Regions from separate parts of the Mus musculus genome. Here region 1 is linked to region 2. Evidence: chromatin contacts called from public Hi-C data. All regions are on one chromosome and are shown on one strand. The core of a region is the stretch at or near the end of the contact, and the rest is flanking DNA. Distances in the headings are between cores, read along the strand shown. Region 1 overlaps Grin2a (glutamate receptor, ionotropic, NMDA2A (epsilon 1)). Region 2 overlaps Grin2a (glutamate receptor, ionotropic, NMDA2A (epsilon 1)).

Region 1 (4,118 bases), core at 919-3,418, 150 kb after region 2:
AAGAGGAGCCAGGCCACAAAGTGATATGCCCAGGAAGAATACAGCCGCATTCTCAGCTCCCTCTCTGGGTCACCATGGCCTTGCCAGCATCCTGGGAAACCTGGTTTCACAAGAAGTGGTTGCTCATGTCCTGATTAGGAGCCTAATACAATGTTACCCCCACTGTCATTTACAAAAGAACTGCTTTTAGGGCACAATGCTCTCCAAAGACAGATCCTTCCCGTAAGAGGCTGAGGCCCCTGACTCTGCCTTGCAATCACAAGCATCCTGCCATGCTTTTCAGGTCCTTGATAGCTCTCTTCTTCCCCAACCATGGTGTAAAAGCATGACAGTAAAAACAAAAGCCACACAGCCCACAGCTGTTTAGTTCATCTAAACGACCCCCCAGTGGCAGCCTGAGAAGTGTGTTCTATACCTGAGAGCACTGACAGCCCCAGCTGTCTTTCCTGCAGTTATGAATGCTCCCTGGACACATGCCATAGGCCAGAACCATCTTTGGACTGAAGAAACACAAAGGATAGGTATGGTGGCAGGTAAGTGTAACACCAGTGCTATGGGGGTGGGAATAGGCAGGTCCCTGGGCCATGCTGCTCAGCCAGCCTAATATACCTAGAGAGCTCTAGACCAGGGAGGAACCCTGCCTGAAAATCTAAAGTGGACAGCACTTGAGGACTGACATCTGATGCTGCCCATGGGCCTCTGAACACATACATTCATATGCACCTACACACATACTAGCACTTGCATACATGAACGAACACACACACACACACACACACACACCTTATAAAGAAGAGACACAAGACTCAGGACTTCAGTAGCCCAAATTCAAGTGGAACTTGAAGATAAGGGGTTAGTGAATGCAGTGATGTCTCAGTGTAATGCGTTGATGAGCTAGACAGGAAGAGAATACACTAAATTAGGTGCCCAGTGGAGACCTGCTAGGGTGCTAGCCTTCAAGCTGAGTCCTGGAGGATAAGACCATGCCTATGCAGAGGTGCTGTGGTCTCACCAATTGGATACCTTTGGCATGTATACATTAGTATCTTACACTTTCAGGTGCTGTCCAGAGAGTCAGGAACTTTCCAAGGTAACTAAGTTCTTATCTGTAGAACTTCTGTCCTTATCAAAGAGGCCTAGGAGAGCCCTACCTCATCTCTCATGTGAGGACATTAGAAAGTGACACTTACCTATGAACCAAGAAACAGCCCTCACCACATACTGCATCTGTGACCTTGAACTTGCAAGGCCCAAACATGAGCTTTATGATTTGTGATTGAGTTCTTGTCAGAGAACCCTGACTCTGTGCCTGACTGGCCAGAGCCTAAGCACATCACCGTGTGAGCTGCTTCATCTCAACCAGTCCACAGGGATGACCATGGAGCGGAACTCAACATGCAGTGTGAAGTTACTGAAGTCGGCACATCATTTTAACTGTTTGATTGAGAGTACTTGCTGCTCTTCCAGAGGACCCAAGTTTGGTTCCCAGCACCTAGACCAGGTGGCTCACAACTGTCTACAATGCCAGTTTGGGGGCATCTGATGCCTTCCACTGGCCCCCAACCCCAACCCCAGCATGCATGTGATGCACAGATATATGTACAGGCCCAACAACCATATGTATAAAATAAAATAATATAATTTAACAAATAGATTATTGAATAAATGCATGATCTACAGCAAATGTTACACAAAGCCATCTCTTATTTGTGAACCTCCTTCCAATTACCTAGTTGCCTGGATTCAGCCCAGTGCAGGGAGATCTGAGTCCCCTGTAGAGTCTCCTGTTATGGTTCTCACTTACAAGCCTTCAGCCAAATATTTATGAATAAGCAAATAAATGAATGTGTGGGCTTGCTCACTGCCTTATCTTTCAGCCACTGAAGTATATATACCTCCTTGTGAGTAGGTTTCCTCTGGAAGCAAGGGGCCTAGGCAGGCTTTACCATTTTTTTTGCAGAATAAAAGATGGAAGAGAAATAGTTATTAGCTACTGTTTTCTGCAAACGCCTAGCCATCTGCACCCCGTTACCTAAGCAGAGTCCTCTGTGGGTGCCAAACTTCAGAGCCCAGAAAGTTGGAAGGGATTCCAGGCTTGGATCCCTCAGGCTAGGCTATTCTTGGAAGCCGAGCCCTCACCTGCCACAGGAGAATGAGTCATGCCCGGGTTGAAGGCTTGATTTCTCTGTGAAAAGGAGTGGATCTGTACACCTCAGAACAAAAAGAGGATCGGAGCTCTGCCCCAGTGCTTCTTAAATCAGTGTCTCTGTCCCCAAATCTTCCCATTACAGCAGGATGGTGCCCAGAACCCTGTCACTAACTAAAAGTCCACCTTGAAGGAGATGAAGCAAGGTCAGCTACACTGTTCTCTTATACCAAATCCCCAGGCCTTCTCCGGCCCTGTGGAGCAGTTCTCAGCCACAGCTCCCCTCTCTAGGCTAAAGCAGCCCATTAGTTTCTCTCTGTGACCTGTGTTCTGTCCCATCTTCACCTGATAGAACCCACCATGGCTCCTAAAGATGTGGGCTAAGGGTGACAAACCCCTTGCTTTCTTATGTTGGCCATGTTCTTAAATGATGACAATCTGCCCCATTTAACATGGGCAGTTTCTATGATTTCATAGTCTTTGTCCCGAGTTCTGAGGAAGGCACCTGCATCCAGATATGAGCCATCCAGATTACTGGCAAGGGTCAGAGGCAGCTGGGACAGAAGGACAGCTGATGCTCTGGATGGCCTCGTGAATTCTACTTCCCTCCCTGCTTGCTCATCCCAATCACTGTTTCCATGCACATTCGTAAGCTCTGATTCCTACACATGCGCAGAAAGATGCCTCAGGTGAAAGTAGCTAATAAAAAACCACATTCAATCAAACTGTCACTTTGTTTATGAAAAAGTATGGAGTGTCTAGAAGTGGCAGGAAGGAGCGCTGGAGATTAATTCTCTAAAGTCGTTCTGATTAGAAGAAGAATTAAAACATTTACAAAAAGGAAAGTTTGTGACCCACGGAGACCCTGAAGCTGTGCATTCTTGAAGACAGCTTGGGGCAGCTGTAAGTATATCTTGGTGCAGACCAAGCTTCTAGTAGAGAGGTTTTTTTTTGTTTGTTTGTTTGTTTTATGTTTTTTTTTTTTTTGAGAAGAAATGTATCTGGATTGGATTGGGCTCAGCCACATCTCTTCAATACCTACTTCATTCATAAGGACACCTGTCCTAAAGCAAGTGCTTGTGGTATCTGAGTCACTCTGTGCAACTAATTAAGACAAGCAGGTCCTCAGACCCTCGGGCTTTAGGGAAGTCACACATCCTAATGCACAGAGTAGTCACAGGTCTAGACCAGAGTGGGAAGACAAAGTCTTACTGTGCAGCCCACCTTGGCCTCAAACTCATCTTTCTCCCGCCCAGCATCTCACTGTTGGGGTCCCAGACACGCAGTACCACACCATCTTCATTTCAGACTCTGTCTGAAAAACAGGCAACAGAATGGTAGCCCATGAGTTACATAGAAATGATAAACGGGTGTCAGCCAGCCGCTAAGTGGGTGTCACCTGTCACACAGCCATGGATGTCTGATACACCAGTGAAGTACCAATTATTTCTAAAGAGGTTCAGCTGGAGATGACATCAGCAGTACCAAGACAGCGACCAGGCACTCTGTGTTCTCCTGTGGCCTCCGTTAGTGATAAGAAAGTAGGAAAGCCTGCAAACCTACCTCACCCATTTCTTTCTCCTGCCATAGGCATTTTAAAAATTAAAGGCCGCCATGGGCAGCCTGAGCCGACTTGATCACAGTGATTAAACGAGCTTCCTCTAAGAGCAGAAGAAGGAGGGCCCTCTTGTCGGGGAGGGATTGGGGCAGGTTGCTCTTAGCCAGAAATGGGAGGGGGACCTGTTTTCTAAAGAAACATTCAAGTCTCAAACCAAAAAATAAAATAAAATAAAATAACCAACAACAAAAACTTCAGCCAAGAAGAAACTCCCACCATTTGGCATTTTCAGGAGCTGGAGCCTGGCCGGGCATGCAAATCTCAGACAGATGTGCAAGACACAACACCTTATGTGAGTTATTCCAACCCTGGCTCCGGGAGGTGGCAGTAAACATGGAGAGACAGCACTGCATT
Region 2 (3,881 bases), core at 367-2,866:
GTCTGATAGTTCGCCGCACGGGACTTTTTATTTTCTCCTAGTATTGATCGAAGCTCCTGCTGTGACTCTGCAAGGTTGCAGTGAGCCAAGATATGTCACCAGTGGCCACAGTCATGACATCTTTGAAAGAGTCCCAGTACCTGCCTCTATGTGGAGCAGGTACTTGATGCTACAAGATACCCACCAGGCTCCTCCACAGCATCAAACACGGGGCCAGAATCTCCTGTGAGGAGGGGCAGCTGCAAGCCACAACGCAACATTTCTCTCCTTCCCAGGAATGAATATGAAGGCACATGTTAATATGAGCGGACATCCTCTTTGGATTTTTCATTTTCCCATAAGTGATTGTATTAGTTATCTTTCTTATTGCTATTCACAAATACCTACTAAGTAGCCACTTACAGTTGCAAAAGATTGTTTTGGCTTTCAGTTTAAGGACACTATCCATTATGGCAGGGAAGAAACTTGGACATCTGGTCACACAGATCACAGTGAGGAGACAGAAAATAAGGCCAGGCTATTAAATCTTAATAAGGCTCCTCCTCCGGAAGGTTCCACAACCCTCCCAAACAGTGTGGGTCCCCAGCAGCTGGAGACCCATTGTATACAAGCTTATAGGGGACATTTTGCACTCAAAGCAGAACAGAAACTTCACTCAATTTGGGGACTGCAAAAGCCATTGATAATCTCAAAGCCCAAGAATTGTATATTTTTGATGTGAATACAGTCTCTCCTCTTAAGTTGCCTACTTGAGATTTCCACTTGAATCCTTCAAAAGCATATTCAATTCAACATGTCTGAAATGTACATATCTCTGCTTCTTACCCACCCCACAATGTTTCTTTGTCAGCTTCTTGTGTTTAGTAAAAGACGTAGCCATCCACCCAGCTGCGAAGTCTGAAATACTTTTCTCTTCATTATGTCATACTCGTCCATCAGTGCTGGTTACCTTGGTACCCAGTGAGCGCTAAGCGAATCACTTCCTTTTAGAAGCTTGGCTGGAACTCCTCTAAGTTGCCATCCCTGCCATTGCCTCCTGGCTGGTCTCCGTGTTTATACACTGAGACCTCCCACTCCCAATATGCACTCTGCCAGCCGGCCCCCAAGTAATGAAGGTAGTACTTGTATTTACTTTATCTCCTCACTGAGCTGGGCCACAGCAAGCATCACTATATATTACTAAGTGACCAGGTTTCAGAATGACCGTATCTCCAGTACTCCACCCTGAAGGAAAGGAATCCATATGTCTCCTTTGCTAGGTGTGTGCTGGTTCCAAGACTTACATCTGGCCTTAGGCAAATCTGAAGAGTATTTGTACTCTTGTGTGACCCTCCCCCACCAATAACCCAAGCCACCTAACCAAGGTAAAGTCGCAGCCAACTGCTGCTTCTTCTGAGTTGCCAAAATCAAGTTTCCACCATTTGTCGAGCTATTCACTGGATGCCAATTGGAAATGATTGACTGCCATTGCGGGGTTGGCATACGGTGCTTTTGACTTCCAGCCAGAAGAGAGAAGGCTGGGTTCCAGGAAGGACGCTGCTGACTAAGCTACGGGACTCGATACCCAGAGCACTCAACCCACCCGTCCTGGGTCCAGCAAGACACAGGAGGGAGGCAACATCAAGAAGTGTACCCTGCAAAGTACCAACTGTACCCTGGGTGTTCACACATGTGTCATCGGCACCACCTTCCCCACAGATGCTTCGGTTGGTCTCACGTTTGCAAATAAGGAGACGGACAAGTTAAGTCACTTGCCCAGCAGAGGCAGGGCACTGTTTAGAGATCTACATTCTACAGTCAGAGCCTGCTGCAGAATACCTTGTCTCAGTTTGGCATCTGCCCCTGTGTTCTCTCATTACACCTCTTCTTTGCTGACTTACTCTGGGTCACACTTCCTGTCCCTGAATTAAGGGTCCCCATCAACAGAAACAGCAGAGGCCCACAGGATACTGTGTTCTCTGGGGTAGCTAGCGCATTGCCAGAAATGTTTGTGCAGCAAATGCTGATCCCACTGATAAATATTTGCAAAGAGTTATCACATTCACCCAGGGAAGCTTGAGTGCCATCAAGCTTGGAGAATCAACCAAGCAGGATCTTTTATTGGCATTTTAAAAGAAACCAACAGTGAGAACTCTGATTATCAAATAAAAACACGCCAAGCAGGTTTAGTGCAGTCTTTCAGTGGGCCATTAAACCTGGAACCTTTTTTTGTTCCACTTCCTTGGACTGCATCAAGGGGGAGTGTTAGTGTTACCTGGACAGGGGTTGAACTCAGGACCACTCTGACTCTTTCCCCTTTCCTGTTAGGGGAACTTACAGTGCTCTTGCTTTGAGCAGAAGCCTGATTTCCAGGGTCAGGTAGTTGATAGAAGAGACGCTCAGATAAGGTTCTTTCAGATACGAATCCATAAAAGCAGTAGAGGGTGTTTCTCCCCTTCCTTTGTGCTGGAGATGTACCCAAGTGTTTCCAATGCAGTGAATTCTTCACATTCCACTGCAGCAACTAAAACAGCAGCCACACAACAAAGGGTGTAAGGCAGTCATTATCAAATAAAGCCTGAGGCTGGACCCATCCGTAGTTAAAGGTGGTTCATGGTCTTGCACGGGATTCACATTCAGTTCCCAGCACCCAGATCACACAGCTCATAACAACTTATGAATCTAGATCCAGGGGATGCGACACCCTCTTCTGGCCTCCACTGGTACCTGTCTGTACTCATGTGCACATACTCTCACACAAACACAGGCACAAGATGAAAAGATAAAATAAGTCCTAAAAAAGTGAAACTGGGACATGCAGCTGTGTTGAAGTTTGGTCTGTTGTTATGTGTTGTAATGCTAAACACCAGCCCCCAGGCCTGGTTGCCCCCGGGATGAGAGAATCTGTGTGCACATAAGTATGCTGTGTAACCTTGTCCCCACTCTCACGGTTATCTCTGATTGGTGAATAAAGATGCCTACAGACAACAGCTAGGCAGAAGACATGTAGGTGAGGTCGGGGCTCCTTGGCTTGGGGTCTGAGAAAGGACCAGGTGGAAAGACACCATGGGATAAGGGATCATGAGAACTGGCCATGTGGGTTGACTGGGGAGTAAGAGCAGCCTATGGGACATGGGAAATCATACTGATGGGGAAATAGATTCTAATAGCACAGAGGGTGGATATCTGCCCAGCTCTAATGCTTTAAAGACTTATTATAAATATAAGGTTGTGTGTCTTTTATCTGGAAACTGAATGACCAAAAGCTGAGTAGAAGCCCCCATCCCAGTTGAGATTAAATATCAACTACAACAAAGTGGCCAACCAACATGGGGCAAGAACTCACTTTTAACAAAGTTGCTTTCAGATTTCTAGATAAAAAACACACCCCATTTATATTTATAATAAGATTTTAAGGCACCAGGACAGGCAGGTCTGGCATCTCTCTCCCCTGCTTTGTGCATAGCTTGCCGCATGACCAGTATAAATTACAGGAATGACTGTAGAAAGCTGTGATCGCTTGATGAATATTCGTGGACGTCAGGTACTGATCAGGAACCACACTAATCGGTCTGCATGTAAAGGTCCATTTAATTATGCTAAGATAAAAAGATAATATGCACACACATACACACAAGCACACACACACACAGGAGAGAGAGAGAGAGAGAGAGAGAGAGAGAGAGAGAGAGAGAGAATGTGTGTGTGTAGGCACGAGAAAGAGAGGCGATAAAGTGGGGCAGAGCTGTCTAACCTCAGAAGAAAGCTGGCATTCAGAGTGGTAGGTATGTTACGTTTGGTGGGTTTGTAATACATTCAAAGTCCAGCCTGCTCCACACATAGTGCAATCACAGGGTCTTTCCCACCATGACAAGATTTTGCCAGAAAAGCACTCAATCTCC

Evidence for each region. A called contact is a pair of places that touch in the nucleus more often than the background predicts.
Region 1: a Hi-C map of cerebellum shows a contact between it and region 2, with 2.0 times the contacts expected there. The contact joins two enhancer-like sites. A contact is called at or near these places in 5 of 484 Hi-C or Micro-C datasets (brain, cerebellar granule neurons, cerebellum and 1 more) and 2 of 115 datasets of contacts at active chromatin or transcription factors (both in embryonic stem cells).

What each region holds. Positions count from the first base shown.
Region 1 is chr16:9,901,108-9,905,225 of GRCm38.p6, forward strand. The region is part of intron 3 of Grin2a (glutamate receptor, ionotropic, NMDA2A (epsilon 1)); the gene reads right to left. Among named protein-coding and RNA genes, the nearest start is that of Grin2a, 93 kb to the right of the region's middle. Within about 2 kb of position 2,169, at least 17 of the 459 cell types and tissues checked have an H3K27ac peak or open chromatin away from gene starts, as enhancers often do. A contact at or near this core is called in cerebellar granule neurons, cerebellum and cerebral cortex, where this site is marked.
Region 2 is chr16:9,751,760-9,755,640 of GRCm38.p6, forward strand. All of the region lies in intron 4 of Grin2a (glutamate receptor, ionotropic, NMDA2A (epsilon 1)), which reads right to left. Among named protein-coding and RNA genes, the nearest start is that of Grin2a, 240 kb to the right of the region's middle. Within about 2 kb of position 1,617, at least 13 of the 459 cell types and tissues checked have an H3K27ac peak or open chromatin away from gene starts, as enhancers often do. A contact at or near this core is called in cerebellar granule neurons, cerebellum and cerebral cortex, where this site is marked.